Regions from separate parts of the Pan troglodytes genome. Here region 1 is linked to region 2. Evidence: chromatin contacts called from public Hi-C data. All regions are on one chromosome and are shown on one strand. The core of a region is the stretch at or near the end of the contact, and the rest is flanking DNA. Distances in the headings are between cores, read along the strand shown. Region 1 overlaps NKAIN2 (sodium/potassium transporting ATPase interacting 2). Region 2 holds the start of NKAIN2 (sodium/potassium transporting ATPase interacting 2).

Region 1 (7,237 bases), core at 869-3,368, 990 kb after region 2:
TCCAAAAAATAACATATATGTTTTTATGTGTATCTTGACCACACACCACATCTGCCTTTATTAATCCAAAACACAAGCAGACTTCTCAAAGACACGTTTTATCATGTTAGTCTTATTGCTCAGTGCGCAAAATATGAACTCTTCTAAATTTTTATATACAAGTAGACTGACGCTTGCCTCAGATGTTCATGGGACTAGTAAACAGGTGGGAGGAGATGTTCATTTGGGCTGGCTGTCTGTCCAGTTGTCTTTGGTTACTTTCAGTTAGGTTCATTTACTTGTAGTCATTCACACCTAGACAGTTATGAGTATCTTTTGGTTACAATGCTTTGGGTTGATATTCTCTGTATGTAATCACTTGCCTGATGTTTATCCTCAGACGATGCCTGGACATATGACTTCCGATCCATAGAGTAAAAAAGGTTTGACATTTCTGTATCATTTTGGTAATTATATTACAAAAAATTATCCTGATCCTTAAAAAGTTGGGTGAAAGGTTAAAATAAAACCACTCTCAAGCAAACCCTGAAACATGGGAGGGATTTAATGTACATGTTAACACTGAGAGGGTCTCTATGTGCCTATTTTTGCCCAGTGTGGATTTGCAATAATGCATCATTATTTGCAGTGAAACATAGTGGCAGGAGTAGGTGCTAGCTACCTGCTTGCCAAATTGGTTAAGTTTCCATTACTAAGAGCCTTATAAGGAACAGAGGACAGTTTTGGCTCTGTAGCTTGTGCTTAGAATGGCTGTGGAGATAAGGGCCCAATGATGGCAATTGGACAAAATGTTCTTGAAGTTAACATGAAGCTGATCAGTTATGTGCTCAGTTCTGATACCTCAGCTTCACAGCAACAGGTGTATCCAGGAAACTTCAGAGGAAAGAGGCAGAAACCTCCAGGAAGCAATGGAGAGGGTTTGAGCTCAATGAGCAAAGACTCAAGCCTAGACCCAATGAAATACCAATAAATCATCATTGAAACAGAGAGTTAGGCTCATGAACATCAAATGCCTGGGAACTTTTTTCCCTTATGTATCCTTTTAAGCAGTATCTCATTACTCTTCCAGGGCCCAGTTTGATTGATATTTATAGAGATACTGTTTTAGTTCCTTTGGGGTACTATAGCAACATATTATAAGTAAGGTGGCTTATAAATGACAGAAATTTATTTCTCACAGTTTTGGGGGCTGGAAAGTCCATCAAGGTAACGGCAGATATGGCTTCTAGTGAGGGCTGGTTTCCTTGCTCATAGGTGATACCTTCTTGCTGTAGCCTCACATGTGGAAAAGAGGCAAGGCAGCCCTCCGGGGCCTCTTTTAGAAGGTCACTAATCCCATTTCTGAGGGCTCCACTGTCATGACATAACCACCTCCTACAGGCCCTACCTCCTAACACCATTACATTGGTGATTATGTTTCAAAATATGAATTGGGGAGGGACACTAACATTTACATCATAGCAGACACTATATTGCAAGGGTTTCTGTTTTTTTCCATTGAAAAAAATCTGGACCTTGAAGTTTACATCTCTGACCCTTTAGTTATCTAAGCCAGAGCCACAGTTTGGCAGGCCAGCTGGTTGTGCAGACTCACAGGGTGTCACTGCCATCTGCTGTACCTACCAGGAGATGACAGCAACCCTCAGAGCAGAGATCCCAAATTAGATGTGACACTCCTTCCCCCATGAATTAGTTAGCTAGGGATGCCATAAAAACATACCACAGACATAGTGGCTTAAACAACAGAAATTTGCTCTCCAAAATCTAGGTGTTAGAAACCTCAGGTTTGGTTTATCCTGAGGCCTCTGTCTTTGCCTTGTAGACGGCACTTTCTGTTGGATTAGGGCCCTATCCTTATGACCCCATTTAACCTTCATTACCTCTTCAAAGGGCCAATTTCCAAATATAGTCAGGCATATTAGGAGTTAGGCCTTCAACATATGAATTTGAGGGGGATCACAATTCAGTCCACATCCAAATACACACACACGCACACACACTCCACGTGTGTCCTGGACACTTGAAAATATCTGTGGGGCACAGATTGAGGATAGATGCAGCTCACTGGCCCATCAGATGCCTGTGGGTAAGAGGCTTCAGGGCTGTATTGCTGCCAGGCCAGCTCCATACTGACTGCCACCAGGCAGGAATTCCCGCTCAAGATCTCCTGCTGTGGGGTGATCTGCCTCTAGATGAGTAGCTTCTCACCAGGATAAAAGCTGAGGTCCCTGCTCTAGAGGATGTGGCTTGACCTTAGAACCCTATTTGAGTGGGCCACCTTAACAACATACTTTCATATATTTGTTCATGAAAAGGCAGTGATACATCTTGGGAGAAAAGGCTTTCTCCAGGAAAGCAGGCATCTCGCTGTGCTGTCTTTGTGGCAGGGCTCTCTGCTGTCTCATCTGTCACCAGCCATGCAGAGCTTTCCTTATGGCCTCCCGTCTTCTATTCCCCTCTACTTGTTCTCTTTTACACTATTCTGTAAAGAAAGAAAATGTTTGGAGATTCCTGGTCGGGTGTGCCTTTTATTATAAATGTGGCTCTTCTGTCTCACTTCATCCTCGGTTTATTCCCCACTGCAGTTGGATGTCCACTCACAGTGATAGAAGCAGGAATTGTCCTCAGTGCTTTATTAGCACTGTTCGACGTGGCAATTAAAAGGAAGCCATGCAGCCACGGAAAATATTGCTAATCCATGTTAGCAAAAAAAAAAAAAAAAAAAAAGAAATCATCATATGACTTCTCAATTTTTATTACTTCTCAATTTTTATTATGTATTCTTGTAAATCATTGGCTTAATAGTTAAACTAAAACTAAATGTTGGTCCTCTAGCAAATGGGTTCATTTTACTAAGTAGTCATTTTCTTTGCTAAAAGAGATTCAATGTATTTGCAAATGTTGTTTAATGATGAAATCATCTAGAGAGAGACATGGAATATCATTTAAAAAATAATATCCTAAGGGACTTATTTTGAAATCAATGCAGAAAAATGAATTCAAGATGCTTAAACTTGGAGTTAGACACATGCATATTTACACCAACCAAGCACAAATGCATCAAAACCTGTCCTGAATTCCTCAAAATCAACTGGCCTTGGGATAAAAGTCACAATCAATTTATTGAATCTTTCATTTGAAAAGAAAACCACAGGAAATTATTCACTTCTCTGGGGCTAATAATTTTCTGTTATTTTTGTTTGATTTTTCTTCTAAAGCCTGCTGGCCCACACTTCTGTATATTGAATTCCATTCTGTATGTTTTTATCATTTCTCCAGTTTGTAAGGATCATTGGATTTGAATGCAGTTCTTTGAGCACAATCGCATACTCTCAACCATGGGGGAGGGTAGACATGGGAGCAGGGAAAACTATTTCCCCTTGAAAAAAAATATTTGTTTCTTCCTGTCTATAAAGGAATGCAGAAAGCATAGACAATACAGATAAATAAAAAAAGGAAAATTAAAATAACCCCATAATTCTGAGTTCTGATACTCAGTTCAAATTTTGGTATATTATGTGCCTGCCTGCCTGCCTCCCTTCTTACCTTCCTTCCTTCCTTCCTCCCTTCCCTTTTTCCTTCCTTTCATCCTCTCTTCTTTTCTTCCTTTCTTCTTATCTATCTATTATCTATCTATCTATCTATCTATCTATCATCTAACTGCATTCCTCCCATCTGATTGTTAGGGCCATATCATACATTCTGTTTGGTAGTCTGAGCTTTCTTTCACATTTATAAATCACTCTTCAAACATAACCTAAGAGGAGACGATTAGAAGTTCAGAAAAGGTGCCAAGTTCTTGGGTGCCAGGTTGACAGGGAGAATTGTGAGAAGAATATGTTATTTTACTTATCTGGCATCATACTGAAGCAATCAAGTAAAATTTAACATAATCTTAGTATCTTACTAATTTATCTTCTCTTGATAACATTTGTCTTATGAATTTGATGGTGACTGACTGAAAAAATTTTGTCCATATCTGCCAGTTTCCCACTAAACCAAAACTTGGTATTTATTTTGTTATCTCTGAACAGGATCACAAAGCCTGAAGACCCAGGCTTTGCACGCCACTAATCTCTCGCTATGCCTACAGAATCCTAGTGGGGCCAAGGTGAAAAAGGTGTCATCTTTCACCTTTCCTTCCCATTCCCCCCTCTGCCCAAAGCACAGAAGTTACTGCATTTATTTAATTTAATTTCGATTTGTTCTGCTTATGATTTGTTTTGAACTATGAGTTGTACTGGGTTAAAAATGATGGAAACCTGCCTACTGCTCTATTTCAGCACTTTAATTTTATAGGCCCAGAAAGATTAAATGACTTGCCCAAAGCCACTAGCTCATTCATGACCTTCCGACATTCAAATACAGTACACACTGATTCACTCAGGATGGAAGAATAGTAGGAGACACCACCAAGATCCACCCCGTCTTGTTCCCTGCTGTATCCTTAGCATCTACCAAATCCTCAACCTAGAAGAGGACTCAGGAAGTATTTGCAAAATAAATGAATGAATCAATTGGATCTCCACAAACATTCCTTGACCTTTATGGAAACTGCCAAGGAAATATGACATCTCCTCAGAATTCAATGTATTCCGAGTAAATGAATAAGTAATTTGAATAAAGCACCTGTCATTTTCTAAACAAGAGGAAGAAAGACATGCTGCCATGTATAAAACTAAGTGATCAACACCTGAGACAGATGCTACATGCAAATTTTCCTCCTGTCAATCAAATTCAAGTTCCTATTAGTGACAACAGCATTCTCCAACAGTGATACATGTAATAATTTTCACATAATCTCCCCAGATTGGTGAGCAATGGTTTGTTTTTCAGCCTTCTATTAAATTGCTCCCTCTTGTGATCATCTAACAGAAAACACATAAGCTATATTTTTAAATTTGGATATTCAGGTCAAAACTGAGTCTGATTCTTCAACATTCACTTCTTATTTTCTTTCTTTTCTCATAATATCGCCTCCATTATTCTATATTGCTTGTCACTCATACACATACACACACACACACACACACACACACACTATGTTCATCGTTAAATAAATCTGATATTTCCGAGTCAAGAATATGAGGGGAAAGAAGCTGATTCATTCTCTCTCCTCTGTTAATTAAGAACAATCAGAGCTTTGTTTCTACAACACAATATAGAGGTAACAATATTCAGATAAGCAAAGGAGGGCCTTTAACTGGGGTGTAACAAAAGAGGTATTTTTTATGCAAAGAATATTTCTGGCAGGGTAAGTTGAAGTTATCCAGCAGATGAAGAATACTGATGTTGTTTTAATAGCCTTAATAAAAAAGAAACCATGTGACTTGAAGGAGGAGAAAGTAGTGACATTTACAGAAATGAATGAACAAAAACCTTGATTTTGCTGACTCTGTTTCTTCCAGTGGTGCAGACCCCTACAGCCTACCAGCAGTGGGTGTCCTGGACTAGCTACCTCACCATCTCTCTCTACCTTCTCATGGATAATGGCACGAGAAAGAAAGCATTCAAGTAGCGGAAAAGTGGGGTGATTTTTGCAGCAGAATGTTGACATACACACTCACAAAATAAAATCACTGGGATTCTTTAGTCCCATCTCCAAACAACAAATGAGAGCAAGACAAAACGCTGGCACAGGAAAATGAAGTCTCTTTAAAAGCCCTCCAAATCAGAGACATGCTGAGAAGATGACATTCAAAGTTAGGCTCTTGATGAATGATGTTGGCCGGTGCCCACTTCCTTACGCCCGGTTCTGCTTTAGTTTTAGAAGTGGCATCTCATAGAAACAGAAGGCTGTGTTCAGAGGTCTCCTTCTTAACAGCAGGAGGGCTAAGAAACACTAGATCTCTAAGGATGGCCACCAGGTATGCGGAATGAAAACATCTGAGCAAAGCAGCCTACACCTAGCTACTGAAAGAGAGCCTTGGAAATAAGCGAGCTGGAGGCAAACCCTCAATCCTGTGTGACATTTAAATGAGGCTGCTCTGGCAGAAGATACTCAGGGAGGCCTCCGCTATGACTGGTTGGCGTTGTGTGGCAGGGAGTGAAAGAGAAACAAACTTAAAGCTCACAGGAGGTGCGGTTTGTTTAAATAATGGAAAGTAATTAGGCTGAAGACAAAAATCAGTGCTGGCATTTTATAATTACGATTAATTTAAAGTTTAATTTCCTTTGGTGCTAAAATCTTACTTAAAACATTTACCGGGAAAGGAAATTAGGATGTTACTATCAAGAGGCACAGAGTGCTTCTGGGAATCCATGCCTATTATCACTTGAAAATTAGGTTAGGGCCAAAGTGGGAATTTCAATTCATTTTTGAGTATAATAAATGGTGACCAGACCTCAGAGTCAGTGGGGTTGGCAGGGGCAGGCAGTGTAACATTTGCATTTGCTTGTTTGTTTGTTTGTTTATAGGATTAATTGCAAATGTTTTCAGCAAAGAGTGTAGTTTATACGTTAACAATCCTGCTACAAAATGAAAATTGGATATGGATTGCTGCCTTTGTAACTAATGAAGCTGATGTTGAATTCCCAAGTGTGGCACTGCAAAAGGGAAGCACACAGTCACACATCCATACACCTTCACCACTGAATTAAACGGAACAGGGGACAGTATTTCTGTTGGCTCCAAACCCGTCAACCCGACTGTCCTATCCAAGGCCCCAACTTTTTCATCATTCTGTTTTCCCATTCATGCCTCAGTTTCCAATTGCCATTTTCAGCAGCTAATCTTTCTGGAAACTCACTTAGTAAAATCAACGCATAATAGTAACAAGCAGATGGAAATAACTCCTTTGCACTAATTTTTTTCATTCATTATGCCTTTGTGGATTTGCTCATTTTAAATATTATATTGCTAACATTCGTATGTGAACTAATCCCAGAAATATGGAATTGTGTATAATCATAAAGTTATGAACAATATTAGTGGTCACCTACTGTAATCCCCCAATTTTACAGTTAAGGAAAGGGACACTCAAATTGACTTGCTCAAAGTTAAACAATCATTTAGAGGCAGAACTGGGAGCAGAACATCGATGTCAAGATTCGAAGTATACTTTCCATGTCACTTCACTGTGATACCTGAGAGAGATTCTTTTAACAAATATTTATTGAGCAACTACTGGGTGGTAGGCTATGTATTGTCACTAGGGATAAAGCAGGGAACCAATGGCGCCTACAATCCAGTGCACAATTTACGAGCGAAAGAGAAATTACAGTAAAGCTTGATGAA
Region 2 (7,352 bases), core at 1,870-4,369:
TAAGACACTCAGTTCCAGGAATAATAGAAAACAGAATAGGAAGTGCATAGCCACATTAAGTTATAGAATTGCATCTATAACTAGGGTGCCCTTTCATAAGTCAGGCATTGCCTATACTGTATGTAAAGGATGTGATGCCAATTTAGAGATAAAATATGTGTGATTATTCTTCTAAATATTTTTGTCATCACTTTCGTATGGAATTCTAAAAGAATGACAGGGAAGTATATTGAAATAAAGGAGTGTGGTACAGTAGTTCGAAAAGCGAATTTTGGTGTCTTATAATCATGCCCTTCAAATTCTAATTCTGCCGCCAAGAACATGTGCATCCGTGATAAAAATATTTGATTTCTCTCTGAGTTTGTATATCTTTAGAATGTGCATTGTATCAACTCATGTGTTTCCTGTGAGGAATGAATGAGACGATGCAGGTTTAGTACATAAGGCAGTAGTTGCACATAGTGAAGTCTCAACATTGTTTGTAGTTCACACTTCTGAGTACACTGTGCCAATGACGTCAGATGAGGTATAAAAGCCCCTGGAGACTGCCTGAGGTTGGGATTCTCAAGAGGCAGGCTCTGACACAAGGATTTGAGTGGTTTATTTCAGAGGTGATCCCAGGAAGCAGTGGTATGAAAGTAGGGAGATGAGGCATGGAAGGGAAGGAAGCCAATTCAGAGCGCATGAATGAGCCAGTTACTGCTGTGGACACCTACGGCTCAATCTCGGTGGGGACCTTAATGGTGTAGACTAGAACATGTCTGACGGTTTCCCATATGAGGATTGAAGAAGCTGGGGTATTTATCCTCCAATTCCCATCCATTATTGCGTGAGGTAGCTCTTAGGGCTGGAACCTTATTGTTCAGTCAAGCACCTCCAATGGCTAGAAAACAGACTGTCCCAAGTGATTACAAAAACGCAAGCATGGACTGAAAGGGCACAGTCCAAGAACTATGGTGGGGCACTGCTGGAGTCAGCTACAGCTAGCATTCTGCTTTCCTATACAACCTAAAGATTACTCAGGCTATTGCTGGTTGCAGGGAAACGTCTGCAGGATTATGGAGGGATCCATATAAATGTGTTGTTCCTATGATAAATTTGAGGAGGTAATAGAATGCTTTTGACAGTATGGCAGCAGCTTCTTCAACAGTCAATTAACTTACAGCTTTCTGTTTGGCAATGCAAAATACCCATAACCCTAGCAGGTACAGGACAGCTAATGTGTATAAAGACAGAAGAGCAACTAAGAGAAACATTTTCCACTAGATAACTCTGGCTTCAGTTTTACCAAAGGTTGTGGAACTATTACCTTCCAGGCTTTGCAGTGCCTAAGAGCACATATTGGGCTCTTGGGAATTTTATTAAACATTGAAAGACACTTTTCAGAAGAAAAGCCCCTTTACAAATGGGGCGATTAAAACCAGACATTCTCATTATAGCAATAAAATATCTGTGCTCCATAAATTTAACAAAGTTAATCCCTTTTTGGCTCCCTAGGACTGACGAATCGTTTCTGAAAATTCAGTGCCAGGCTCTGGAGAATAGTCTCTCTGCTCTATTCAATTTATTTGTATTTAGTCATTCTGATACGTCATAATGTTTATTCAAAGGAAGCAATCATTCGGGATCCTTATTTGTGGTTCCCAGCATAACTTTATCCTGTATAAATGCCATTTTTCTCAGTAGGCGCCAAGTTCCAGTTGCTACAGAGAGCTCTCTGCTTGATGTGGCTTCGTCATCTTAATCTCTTAAGAAGGGTGCTAGGGAGCTGTTTGCTATTTAGCTCCCTAAACCATCCTCTTATCAATCGCGACACTTCACCCCAATGAGTCAGTTCCTCAATGGATCTCAACAAATAATCTTCACTTCCTGGAAAAGTTAGGGTTGCTTTCCTTAGCTGCCAGGGCTGAAAAGGAAACTTGGTCCTAAATATCCACGCCCCAGGGGCAGCCACTTGGGCCAGCATGTTGCGCCCTTCAGCTTTCCGCCCGCAGGTGGCAGCAGCGGGCTCCGAAGCCTGTCTCTGCAGGTAGCAGCCGCTTCACAGCTTCAGGCCGGTGCTCAGCGGAGGCTGGTGCATCTCCACTAGGAATCCACACCCAGCTGGGACTGCTGTGAAGCTGAAGTAACTGAGTATTAAACTAGTCTCCGACTCTTTAATATTTTAAGTGAAAACAAACAACAGTTTGAAGCAGCAACAGCAACTCATTGCATCCCTATTCCCTCCGGTTGCTAATTTTTCCCAACTCCAGCAGCAACTCGGTCCCCTTCCCCAAGCAGGGTCGGCTCCGTAGCTCTCCGCGCTCCGACCCTTCAGATCCTCGGGAGCCCAGGGGAGCCAGGTGCTGGGCGGTGCGTCCGGTGCCGCCGCGCCCCTTCTCGCCACCTCTGGCCTCTCCGCCACTCGGGCTTTCCGGCCGCTCTGGATGCCTCGGTTGCACCCCTGTTCCATGACCCCAGCCTCCTTCCCTAATCCTCCTCCTCTTCGTCCCTTCTCCCCCGAGCGCGCGCGCACACACACACACTCGGTTCGCTCCCGCGGAGTGGCTCTGGGAGCACGACCGACTTCAGCTCAGCAAACCGCGGTCATGCCGCCCAGACTCCTCGCCCCGAGGCCCCGGTCCCCGCCGCCGCCGCTTTCGCGCCGCTCCTTTCCGCCTAGACACCGCCGCCTGCGGCCGCCTGGGCGGCAGCCCCTGCGGTCCTCAAAGTTGGCCCCCTGGGAGGGGGCGGCAGGGAGCAGGTTGAAGGATTTGTTGTAGGAGGAGGATTCACACATCTGGGCGAAGGGAGGGGCAGCGCCGCTGCTGGGACGCGGCGCGGACCCGCATCATTGCGCGCAGCAGCCGCTGCAGCAGCCGCCGGGGACCGCGGAGCCCGGACGCCCCCGCTCGGCCCGCGCCCCGCTCCCCGCCCCACCCCCGCCCGCCGGGCCCAGCAACGCAGGGTGCCTAGGAGCCGCGGGCTGCGCAGGGAGGCGGGCAGCGGCCCTCGCGCGCTTCTGCCGCCCCCGGAGCCGGCGCGCGGCGAGCGCAGGGCGAGCGCGCGTCGGGCGGCGGCCGCGCTGGGGGGCGTGAGGCGAGCGGCGCGGAGAGCGGCAGGGGCGAAACTTCGCGGGCCAGATGCCCGAGGGCGCGGCGGCACTGCCAGGCTGCCGCTGCTGCCCCTGCGGGCCCCGGGCGCGTCTCCGCAGGCGGCACTGCCCGCGGCGCGGCGTGTGCACCGAGCGAGTGAAGGTATGTGTGGCGGGCGCGGCTGGAGCTGCCGCCGCCGCCGCCGCCGCGCCAGCAGGTCCTAATGCCTGTCACTTCCCAGGACGCTGGCAGCAGCAGCAGCCCGGAGCCCCCGAGCCCTCGGCAGGTTTGCGTGTCCTTCCCCGCGATCTGATTGGATAAAGTGGGGGCTCGACGGTGGCCGACGTGGGACAGTCTGGCTGTGGCAGGGGTCTCGGAAACCATGGGTTATTGCAGTGGCAGGTGCACGCTTATCTTTATCTGTGGCATGCAACTGGTAAGTGACACTTGGGTCCCCTTATTCTGTAATGTGTCTTTGAGATAGTGGGCAGGGGAGTGCAGCAAAGGGTCTGCCATTGACTAGAATGGACGAAAAAGATAAAAGAGAAGGTGACAGATAATATTGCCTATATTGAAGATGATTTCAGGGAGACGCACTCTGGGGTACAGGAGAGGTGAGCCTTTCCGTTCCCACCTATTTCTGTCCCTCTTAAGACAGTTTGGCAGGTGCGGGTTAAACTTGTCTTTAATTTCTTTAGGAAAAGCAAGATGTAGCTCTTGTTCTTTATGCTTTGCATTCCTATTCATGTAACAACGTGATTGTCACCTACAATTTACCGTACAGGTGTTAAACAGAGAAATACGGAATTTTGGACTTTTCTTCTCTATACTAATTTTGCAGTATCTTTGTTTCTTCATAGACATGTTTTTTTTCTTTTTTTAAGGAAAATGTTGTCTTTAAGTATAATGCTCTAAAAAAACCACTGTTTAGGGCACATGGTATCCTTACAACAGTCTAATTTAGACTGTTTGAGTTTTAGCCACATTGAGTTTTTAAAGTATGCAGATTGAACAAAAATACTTAGGTGAACTCAGCAACACCATTGTCATAGACGGAACCAGTAACCTTTAAATCACAATTAACACAGACAATTCCAAGAAAAAATATTCTGTCTTACATTATGCATATTATTGCTCCTGAAATAGATACTGTTGTCTGATCCTATAGGATGGAGAATTGTATGTACTTTTTGAGGAATGTTGTACAGTTGCAAAGAGGCAAGGAACCAATAATGGAAAACGTCATGTCTCTGAATTTCAATTCCCTAAGGGCAATGGAAGGAGGGTCTGAGTAGAGGGTTGAGAGGTGAAAAATATACCACTCTAAGTGGTTAATTTGAGGTAGGAGCTACTTGCTCACACTTGTCATTAAATATATTTCCTTAGAAAGTATAAATTAACTGGAATAGTCATGTACGTTTTCAACAACTGTTTCATAAAGGTTAAAGTGACTACAAGGCAGAAGATGTTTAAGTGTCCAATCAGTAAAGTGTTCAAAAGAGCAAGGATTTGCCATTGAAACTGGCAGAGGAATTCCTTAAGTGTTCTTGTTTATCAGTTGTCGTGAAGCCCATGAGTGTTAGTTATTGCTGCTTTGTGTAATATTAGCTGAAACAGTGCTTTTTGTTGTGTGTTGTCTTAGGATGTTTTTCTTTCCCATGAAAGTTATCTGATGGTGTCTATTTTGATCTGTGATTTATGCGCTTATGCACTTGGTTGTAAGACAAAGATGGAACTATAAATGTAATTTTCAGAATGTGGTAGTTTCTCAATGATGTGTAAACCAGTTTATTTTTCTGTACCACAGATTCATATAAGTTTTGCAATGAAGGATTTTTACTCTTAATAATAAAGCTAACCAAAACAATGAGGGAGTTTACTTTGTTAAACAACCCATTAGGCTAAGTCTGCCAAACTGTATAAAGGTTTTCAAAACATTCTTATTTTTATATATTATTCAGAAAAAGAATACATTTGCTGATTCACTGTGTGAAAGCATAAAAATGTGAGAATGAGTGGGTGTGTAGATCATTCTTATGCTCTTTTCGATTTAAAATTTGAAAAATGTGATTTAACTTCTAATCACGTAATATAATAGGGCTTTCTTATGGCAAATGTATGCACTAGGTCTATATGACATTTTGTGTGATGAATACAAACTCCTCAAGAACTTGATTTTAGAAAAACATAAATATACCAGTAGGGAAGCTATCTATTCAAAGTAGAATGATAAAGCTAAAGGTTCCTTTGTGTTTTTATGTGCTCACATATGTGTGTATGTACATATGCTCTTGAGTACATGCATGCATCCATACATACAATGGTGTCTTGGAGAGTTGCACCATCACTTATGAAACAGAAATTCTGAATTATAATTAAGTTCTCTAACAGAGTAGATGTAGCTGTAATACAGAAGAGCACAATCTAAGTAAGTGTATATTGGAATCCTAAGGAGTTTTTATATTATATGAGAATCATGTGATTTTTCCCATTCAGACTTTATGTGCCACCAGGCTAATATAATTAGCAGCCATGTTAATGCAGATGCAGAACAAAAAACAAAGGACAAAGAAAATGCAATTGTTTTGATAGGGTGAAATGATCACACCTTAAAGGACCTCAGAGATTCTTGGTAATTGTTGCTTTTTGGAAATACAGTATTTGATTTTAAATAAAATAATTCTTTTGCAAATTAATAGTTGCAAAGCCCTGCACTAAAAAATAGGTGGGTGTGTATGTTTTCCTTTGCTCTCAATAGATTTTTAAAAACTTTTTATGTCTTTGCGCTATTATGAGTAGATTGTTTTACAAATAAACCAGGTTTCTAGACTAAGTTATGACTCATGTACCATTGACTGAAATAAAAGTTAACCCAGTTTTGTTTACTTCTCAAGTGTTTAGTATGTGTTCTTGTAACATTTGGGCATCTTTTTTTTTGGTAACTGTACAGGAAAAAAGGCCAAAGAGACTCTAAGTTAGAAACTTTATTCAGTTGCTTTATTACGTGACTTGATTAAGGTTCTGGAAACGTTAATCTCCAGTCCTCGGAGCAAAGTATTTGTATTTTAAATAAATTTAAGGGAATATTTACATCTGTACCAATTTGCAGCTAATCTTAGGAGAGGATGAGGTGGCTTTTGGTATTGTGGATATGGTGATCTCATTTATTAAGTTATTATCAGACCAGACACGGTGTTTTGACCATTTAACAATTGAGGGACAGAGGCAGATTCTTCAGAGACATTTACCTGTCAGAATTCTATATCTGTGCTTTAAATTAGTTAAATATACATTTAATTTAATGTTTGGCAGACTACAAGTATTGATAAACATATACTCTTCTCAAAAATCAGGAGATCCGTTTATAAAACAAGAAACTAGAATTCCATACCATAGAGATTCATACAAAACTTCCATTTTATGAAAAACTGTTTCCATATATATCATAAATGAAAATCTTTGAGTTGTATGGTTATGCCAACTTCAGATTTTAGGGTGATTCCTACGTAAAGGAGTATGATCTCTGGAAACAGATTTACTCCATGTGCAGAATCTAGAGCTTAAGCTCATAATCTCAAGAAGGTAATTTTCTTTTTACCATTGCTGTCCTTAATACTCAGAAACTGAAGATTTCAGATAGTAACAAAAATCATCACTGCATTTGCAATGGTGGATGTAGTGGTATAGGACAAGAATTTTTTAACTTCTTATTTACTATTTGTAACTTTCAACTTGTGAAAGTTTTGGCATGTTTTCCCCAATGTTTGATTGAATCAGAGTTCTTTTATAAATGTGGAAAAAATTACTCTGATATCTCTCAGTGTGAAAAAATACGTTAAAATATGAAAGAATATAACTTAATTTAGACTGAAAGGACAGATTTGTTTTCAAGTAAGGAAACTCAAAATCCCCTATTTTGTACATTAGACCTCTGGGTGGCACAAAACATGTCATAAACTATTGAAAGAAAGTTTAGATTTACACTCCACAGAATAACACTTGAAAAATGCCACTATTGCCATGGGCTGTATGAAATATTGTTAACTTGGAGCAGGTGCAACTAACAATTAGGTTAGTACACATTGTGTGTGCAGCTGTGTGAAGGAGTACATTTGAAACTTAATTAAGAATGATCAGTTACTTTCTATCACAGGATTGCTAACCATTTTCAAAGGTACATATTTTTTTTCCTTAAGATGTTGTGAGTGTAGACTAAATTAAAAACAATTTTATTATAATTATGGAATACTTCAGTGATCATGATTTTCTGCAGTGTTC

Evidence for each region. Hi-C and Micro-C count contacts between places; a contact is called where the count stands out from the background.
Region 1: a Hi-C map of induced pluripotent stem cells shows a contact between it and region 2, with 2.8 times the contacts expected there. The contact joins the enhancer-like site here to the promoter of NKAIN2 in region 2. A contact is called at or near these places in 2 of 7 Hi-C or Micro-C datasets (both in induced pluripotent stem cells) and 1 of 1 datasets of contacts at active chromatin or transcription factors (stem cell-derived excitatory neurons).

What each region holds. Positions count from the first base shown.
Region 1 is chr5:136,673,918-136,681,154 of NHGRI_mPanTro3-v2.0_pri, forward strand. The region is part of intron 6 of NKAIN2 (sodium/potassium transporting ATPase interacting 2); the gene reads left to right. All of the region lies in intron 7 of LOC104006968 (a long non-coding RNA gene), which reads right to left. Among named protein-coding and RNA genes, the nearest start is that of RNF217, 160 kb to the right of the region's middle. Within about 2 kb of position 2,119, at least 2 of the 24 cell types and tissues checked have an H3K27ac peak or open chromatin away from gene starts, as enhancers often do. A contact at or near this core is called in induced pluripotent stem cells, where this site is marked.
Region 2 is chr5:135,679,349-135,686,700 of NHGRI_mPanTro3-v2.0_pri, forward strand. NKAIN2 (sodium/potassium transporting ATPase interacting 2) reads left to right here and starts at 3,120. Exons shown (of 8, transcript XM_063813414.1): 1 at 3,120-3,510.